Regions from separate parts of the Mus musculus genome. Here region 2 is linked to region 1. A link is a contact called in public Hi-C data. All regions are on one chromosome and are shown on one strand. The core of a region is the stretch at or near the end of the contact, and the rest is flanking DNA. Distances in the headings are between cores, read along the strand shown. Region 1 overlaps Dst (dystonin). Region 2 has its middle 33 kb from the start of Mir5103.

The links. Hi-C and Micro-C count contacts between places; a contact is called where the count stands out from the background.
Region 2: a contact with region 1 is called in a Hi-C map of muscle stem cells, with 2.9 times the contacts expected there. The contact joins two enhancer-like sites. A contact is called at or near these places in 5 of 39 promoter capture datasets (the 3T3-L1 cell line, 3T3-L1-derived adipocytes, cranial neural crest and 2 more), 1 of 15 datasets of contacts at CTCF or cohesin (large pre-B cells), 20 of 484 Hi-C or Micro-C datasets (B cells, the Ba/F3 cell line, LSK cells and 13 more), 7 of 115 datasets of contacts at active chromatin or transcription factors (the 230-238 cell line, astrocytes, embryonic stem cells and 2 more) and 1 of 9 other capture datasets (embryonic stem cells).

The regions. Positions count from the first base shown.
Region 1 is chr1:34,014,553-34,018,136 of GRCm38.p6, forward strand. The region is part of intron 4 of Dst (dystonin); the gene reads left to right. Among named protein-coding and RNA genes, the nearest start is that of Mir6896, 100 kb to the right of the region's middle. Within about 2 kb of position 2,334, at least 16 of the 459 cell types and tissues checked have an H3K27ac peak or open chromatin away from gene starts, as enhancers often do. A contact at or near this core is called in muscle stem cells, where this site is marked.
Region 2 is chr1:34,398,390-34,401,915 of GRCm38.p6, forward strand. No RefSeq gene overlaps it. Among named protein-coding and RNA genes, the nearest start is that of Mir5103, 33 kb to the right of the region's middle. Within about 2 kb of position 1,487, at least 24 of the 459 cell types and tissues checked have an H3K27ac peak or open chromatin away from gene starts, as enhancers often do. A contact at or near this core is called in muscle stem cells, where this site is marked.

The sequences.
Region 1 (3,584 bases), core at 1,084-3,583:
GTGACCTCATCTTAAGTGTAGTGAAATTAGCTGGTATACTGTTATAAATGAACACTTAGCTTGCTGTCGCACTAATCTGTGAAGTACTGCTTGCTGATTGAGTGGTCGCCGACCATAGTTTCCCAACATAGATACTTTTATATGACGTTAAGTGTGAATATAACTAATGCGGACCATTGCATTTTAGTTTGCATATTTTTTACTTAACTCCGTGTGTGTCTGCAGTGTGTGTAGAGGTGTGAGTGTAAGAACAACTTTGAGAGGGAGCAGTTTTTCACCTTGCTGAGGCAGGCTCTCCTGTGTGCTGTGCAGCCTCCTCCAGGCTACCTGGCCAACTGCATCTCTGCACATTCTCCCGTCTCACAGGATCACAGGTGTGTGATATGGCATCTGGCTTTTTATTCATTTACATGTTTGTTTCTTGAGACTTTCATACAATGTATTTATATTATACTGTTTCCTAACCCTGAACTTCCCCTAGATCGGGCTTTTTAATGTGTGCTGACGATCAAAGCTGGGTTGTGTAGCAACTTGTTACCAGATGAGCCATCTTGCCAGCCCCTGCTCTGTATTTTTTAGAACTAATTTGAAAACGTTGACACTTCTTGGCCTAACACAATGCTGATTCTCCTAATATCCAGAACTTACCAGTTCCCACACATCTGCAGGGGGGAACAGTATTCTCTGTGAAGGTTGGTGGACAGTTTGGTTATTTACCTACTACAGTATTGCTAAGAAAACCTTTTAGTATTTGAACCACTGGTAGGGTTTTCTGTCTTCCCTATGTTTTTTGTATAATTACTGTGCTCATGGTACCAGAAGGAAGCAAGAATACAGTAGTTTTGTTTTTGGTGTAGTTTCACCATCTTAGGGAGAGATTTGATGGATTGGTGAATCTCACTCTGCTGGAGATAGGTTCTGGTACTCGAGCAAGGTGAATGTTTGGGGAATGTGTGAAGACATTCTCTGCTATGTGCAACATATTCTGTGATGTTCTGGCTTAGGTTTCAAGTGGCTTCAGGATTCTGCAAACCTTGATTTCAGATTTCCTTGTGTTCATGCTGTGTTCCTGGCATACAGTTGTGTAATAAGTGAACTTTATTACACCGTGGTAATGTAACATTGAGTTAGTTTGTGTTACTCTGTGTTTTTTGTTATAAATGAGTTTAATTTGTTTCATGTTCCCTTGAGTTTAACTACTCCTGACAAAAAGTAGACTAAATAGACTTTTCCCCTCCCCACCTTACTTCATCCTCTTTTAGATACTGTCTTGGTTAGGGTTTTATAATAACTTCAAGGCAGACAAACAGGTCAGGGCTATAATGTATCTTCCTTTTCCAGAAGGGGTGGGCAGACTTGTATATTGCTACTTGGCTGTTTAGAGTCTGTTATGTGGTCATTTAATAGTTACAATGTGCTTGCTACTCTTCCAGCCCTGAGTTTAAGTTTCATTTGTAAACTAATTCTATCTGTAAGTAAGAAAGTGTAGGAGTTTGTTTGTTTGATTGTTTATTTAAGGCATTCTCTACCTAGTGCCATGGACAAAGTCAAAGTTATAGTTGTATAGACTAAGGGGAGGAAGGCCACTGGCTCTTATAACCAGCAGTGTCTGGCCCACAGAATAAAGTGTCTGTGCTAAATTGGAAACTTGCAGTTTGGCTTCATCTTAACAGCTGTAACAAAGTACAGTAGACTTCAGCAAAGTCTGTGGGACTATATGAAGGCGTCATTGGACTCTCTGAGGATTTTAAAATGGAAACAAAAATGTTATGCTGTGGATTAAAGCAGTAATTCTCACTGAGTAACTACCATTTAGATTGATCACAGAACTTGTTTACTGCCTTAGGACATAAGAAACGTGTATCAGGCCGGGCGGTGGTGGCGCACGCCTTTAATCCCAGCACTCGGGAGGCAGAGACAGGCGGATTTCTGAGTTCGAGACTAGCCTGGTCTACAAAGTGAGTTCCATGACAGCCAGGGCTACACAGAGAAACCTTGTCTCGAGAAAATAGAAAAGAAAAGAAAAGAATCAGGAATGTAAGGACCTATTAGATATTACTAATAAATTTAACTTTGAGCTTCCAGCATCACACTGACGCTGTTTTGGTTTCTTTTGTACTGACTTAAGCATGATCACAGCTTGTATAGGCAGGTACTTCACAAAGAAGGCTTCATGCTTTTAGGAACTTTTCGGCTCTCTGTTTATGTTTGGGCAGTTTGGTGATGCTTCATTTCTAGCTCAACAGTTTTATTTGGGCAGTGTCAAAAAGGAGGAGTGACTAGAACGACTTACAGCCTCATTGTTGTTTGACAGCGAGCAATGAAGCTTTTGTGTTTCTGCCTTTGGGCCCGATGGGTCCCAGGAGCTGGGCTGCGTGAGGCGCTGGAGTGTTGGAGCAAAGCCTCATCATGAAATTGGAGATTATGAAAACATCTGAAGTCATGGTAGCCGCACACAGATGGAATATCAGGCTGTCTGCTCACTCGGGTTTCATACTCCGTAGCAGAGTATGAAAATGGAGAACGCACAGCCCAGTCCTTGAGTTTCTGCCTTACGAACACACTGCGAACGAGAAGGCGATTTGCCGTTTATAACACTTACGATTTCTTATGAATGAACAAGGCTCCAGGTGCCTCTGAGGCATGTATGGATGCTTCTTTCTGTAAGGACTTGGAACACAAAACAGGACAGACCTTTGCGTCCATTTCTCAGCTATTCGTAATCCTGTGATTATGTTCTCGGCTTCAAGATGAAGCCCAGGCATTTGTTGAAGTCCAGTGTTACTTCTTCAAGTGATTGATCAAAGAGCCCTCCCCCACTGATTCTCTTAATTGGTGGCTGTTGTCATTATTTGGTGTGTATGCCTGTGTTCCTGTGCATGCTTGTGGAGGGCGGAGGTCCCCCTCTGTGGTCCTCTGGTGCTGTCCACCTTGTTTTGGGAGACTTGGTGTCTCACTTCAGTAGGGAGTATTTGTTCAGCTTGGCTGCTTGCTGGCCAGTAAGCTCTGTTTCTGCCCTGACCAGTACAGTTATTACAGAGGCACACTGTCGGGCCTGGCCTTTACATGGCCCTGGCTCCTCACGCTTACTGCTGTGCTAGTTAGTTTTCATCAACTCCACACAAAGTTGAAACTGTCCGAAAAGAGGGAACCCCAACTGAGGAGTTGCCTCCGTTAGATCGGCTGGTAGACATATCTGTGGGGTGTTTGGTTGATTGCTATTGGTGGAGGAGGGCCTAGGTCACTGTGGGAGGTGCCACCCCTGAGAAGGTGGGCCTGGGTTCTGTAAGAACTGTAGCCGAACATATGCCAAAAAGCAAGGCAGGAAGCAGCATTCATCCCTGCTTCAGTTCCTGTCTCCAGGTTCCTGCCTTGAGCTCCTGCCCTGTTTTCGCCCAGTGATAGATTACTGCAACCCATAAGCTAGACAACCCTCACCCCATGTTGTTTTTGGTCAGTGTTGTATCCCAGCAACAGAGAAGCAAACTAGGATACAAAGCAAGTATTTTATCCCAGCGAGCCATCACCCCACCCCCTAAGAGTGTGTTGGAGGGAAAACTGCTTGTGTAAGGTCAGCTGAGAGG
Region 2 (3,526 bases), core at 237-2,736, 380 kb after region 1:
GAGAGATGGGTAGGGAGTAGTAATTGCTTTTACCCCTGTTACTTCAAAATGAAAAAAAGAAATTAAAAAAAAAAAAAAAACCCAAGAACATGACTGTTTCTAAATGTGGAGGAGGAGAAAGTTTTTTGTAGATAAAAGGGAGAACATAGCCAGAGGCAGACACATCTGGAAGAGCCCAGAGTGGACGTGACCAGGCTGCGTTGGGCCATGTAAGCAGAAGTAGAGGGCAAGGGAGAAGGAAGAGAGGGGCAGGTGAAGCAGCCAAAAGGTCAAAGGTTAAAAAGGGGCAGGTAACTAAACCATCTGGATGATATATGGAAGAGCCTTTGCGGGAAGGACAGCCCAACCCCTGGGCTGGAGAGTTCAGGAGTAGGGGACAGCTGTACCCTATAACAGGTAGGGACTGGGCCATGTTGAGAACCTGGCAGTCAGGTCTACTTTGATATGTTAAACAGGCACCTCAGCCATTGGGGTTTGAAACGTAACAATTTTAATGTCTGATAATTGGGGATTCATAGGAGGCAGCTGCCTTGATTTTAGACACTTTGAGAACCGTGAAGCTCAGTTCTGGGGAAGCACTTCAGTGTCCTCTACTGGGAAAAGGACTTTACATATCTCCATGAAGTTCCTACAGAGTTCAGTTCACCAGAGCCTCAGGAACAAAAACGGAGACCAGAACATTTTCCGGAAACTTCTATAATCCCACTTTATAATCCCATAATAGAGACTACGTACTCTGCATAAGAGAAAAGATCATCTCAGGGTCTGGATATTTTCTTTCTGAGCTCTTTAGAGAAAGATCAGAGCTAACAAACCAGGTAGGATGGAAACTCCCCTTGATATGTTGTCTTTACTCAGAGAAAAGCAAACTGCAGACCTAAGGCAGCAGGGAGGTCAGGGTACCAAACTCCCGCTGTGAGATGCAGCAGGGACTTGCAATGGGAAAGCAGCTGCCTAAAGCCCTGTTCACCAACGTCCTGTGTGCTGCTAAGGATGGAGATAAGTCGGATTTTTGGGAGGGGTCTCCCCAAAGGGTCCAGCACACAGTCTTCTTTCTAGCCAGAGAAACTCCGTTTATCTGTGAACAACATCCTGGAGAAAGTGGCCCTTGGAAATGCTATCTGTGAAATGTCACTGTGTGCTAGGGACAGAAGCTGTTTGTTTCCACAGAGGTAAGGGCGCCCCTGCGGCTTTGGATGCTCATCTGCCTTTGCTCCAGAGTTCTCATTTACGGCACCTGATACTGCTGCATCTGCCAGGACACATTAGTTCCATCTCAATGGCTGCCTCTGCCAATTAGAAAGAATTTAGCATTAATGAGGGTCTGGACAACTAAATTGCTACCCATCGCTAACTCCAGAGACAACTGGGAGGGAAACATACTCCTTCAAAGACAGAAATGTGTTTTTCCACTCTAGCATAAACACACAATGATAATACGTTTATCTTGGCAGCCAACCTATTTACTGTGACTGATTACGTCAGCGTTCAGATCTGCTGTCCAGTAAGAGTCTGAGTCAGCCCAAGACAGTCCAGTTCAAATTATGCTCCCTTCCAACTGTCTAGATGTTCTGAGTTCTCACCTACTACCAACACAGACAGTTTTGTTTTCAAATCAGAGTTGCTCAGGGTCCTGAAGTGATTGTTCCAGGGTGGAATAGTTTAGTAAGGGGCAGGAGACATTTATGAAAGCATGTTGGATTATCTTATTTTTTTTTCTGGCTTTTGTCTTTGCTTTAATTTCTTTTGATTCCCAATTTTTTATTAGATATTTTCTTCATTTACATTTCAAATGCTATCCTGAAAGTCCCCTATACCCTCCCCCTGCCCTGCTCTCCTACCCACCCACTCCTACTTCTTGGCCCTGGCAGCCCCCTGTACTGGGGCATATAAAGTTTGCTAGACCAAGGGGCCTCTCTTCCCAATGATGGCCGACTAGGCCATCCTCTGCTACATATGCAGCAAGAGACATGAGCTCTGGCGGTACTGGTTAGTTCATATTGTTGTTCCACCTATTGGGTTGCAGACCCCTTCAGCTCCTTGGGTACTTTCTCTAGCTCCTCCATTGAGGGCCCTGTGTTCCATTCAATAGCTGACTGTGAGCATCCACTTCTGTATTTGCCAGGCACAGGAATAGCCTCACAAGAGACAGCTATATAAGGGTCCTTTCAGCAAAATCTTGCTGGCATATGCAATAGTGTCTGAGTTTGGTGGCTGATGATAGGATGGATCCTCACATGGGGCAGTTTCTGGATGGTCCGTCTCTTCATCTTAGCTCCAAACTTTGTCTCTGTAACTCCTTCCATGGGTATTTTGTTCCCCATTCTAAGGAAGGACGAAGTATCCACACTTTGGTCTTCCTTATTCTTGAGTTTCATGTGTTTTGCAAATTATATCTTGGGTATTCTAAGTTTCTGGGCTAATGTCCACTTATCAGTAAGTGCATATCGTGTGAGTTCTTTTGTGATTGAGTTACCTCACTCAGAATGATACCCTCCATGTCCATCCATTTGCCTAGGAAATGTTGGATTATCTTAATTGGACTTTTAATAGGCAAGAATCAGGCATTCTACACTCTGGTGGGGGAGACCAGAGGTATCTGGAAACACATTCAGATTGACATGTCCCGTAAACATTGCCACACCCAAACTGTCCTAAGGGAGTCTAAGCTGAGAAATGTTACCAAATATCTAACTCACAGGCCTGGCTGGCCCCTCAGAGGAATCCCACATATTCCCATCTGAGCACACACCTTCTAAGACATTCAGAAGCTGGTAATACTACAGAATAAGGAGACAGCTCCCACAATATAAATTACAGTTCAAGAGGAGGAATAAAGGACCCACTAAAATGAGAGAGAATTTTATTGTGGATAGCAGAGAGATCAAGAGAGCAAGAGCAATCAAAGAGGGTTGGGGGTGGGGGAGACCAGAGCTATCTGGAAGAGTCTGGAACAGACAGAAAGAGAAACAGACTGCACATGGCCAGGGCTAGCGAAACGGAAAAGAGAGACTTCTGGGTACAGTAAGAGATATAGAGACTGAAGAGGATTGATTCCAGGCGTTGAGGAGGATGAACAGCTACAGGGAGGGAAACCCATGATCTGAAGCAGAGAATTTGAGATGGAAGTAGACCCGGTGTGAGAGGGGCCAGGATGCTGGTGTAGGGGCTTTGAAATATGTAACAGGTACTTGTGGGGAGGGACTGAGGAAGGCTGGAGATAGGTGTGGGTTTGGGTAAACAGCCACAAGTATTTGTCAGTGGATCCATATGTCCTTCACCAGAGGCAAGGAAAATGATTCCTTTTGGTAAACAGAAAAAAAGATTCACACCCTTTGTACTTCAAGGAACTAGTTTCTTTAAACCTGACATTGCCTGCCTGAGTTTAAAAACAAAACAAAACAAAAAACCTGGATTGTTGTTTTGTTTTGTTCTGTTCTGGTTTTTTTTTTTTTTTTTTTTTTTTTTTTTTTTTTTTTTTGGAGACAGTCTCTGTACATAGGTCTTGCTGTCCTGGAACTCACTA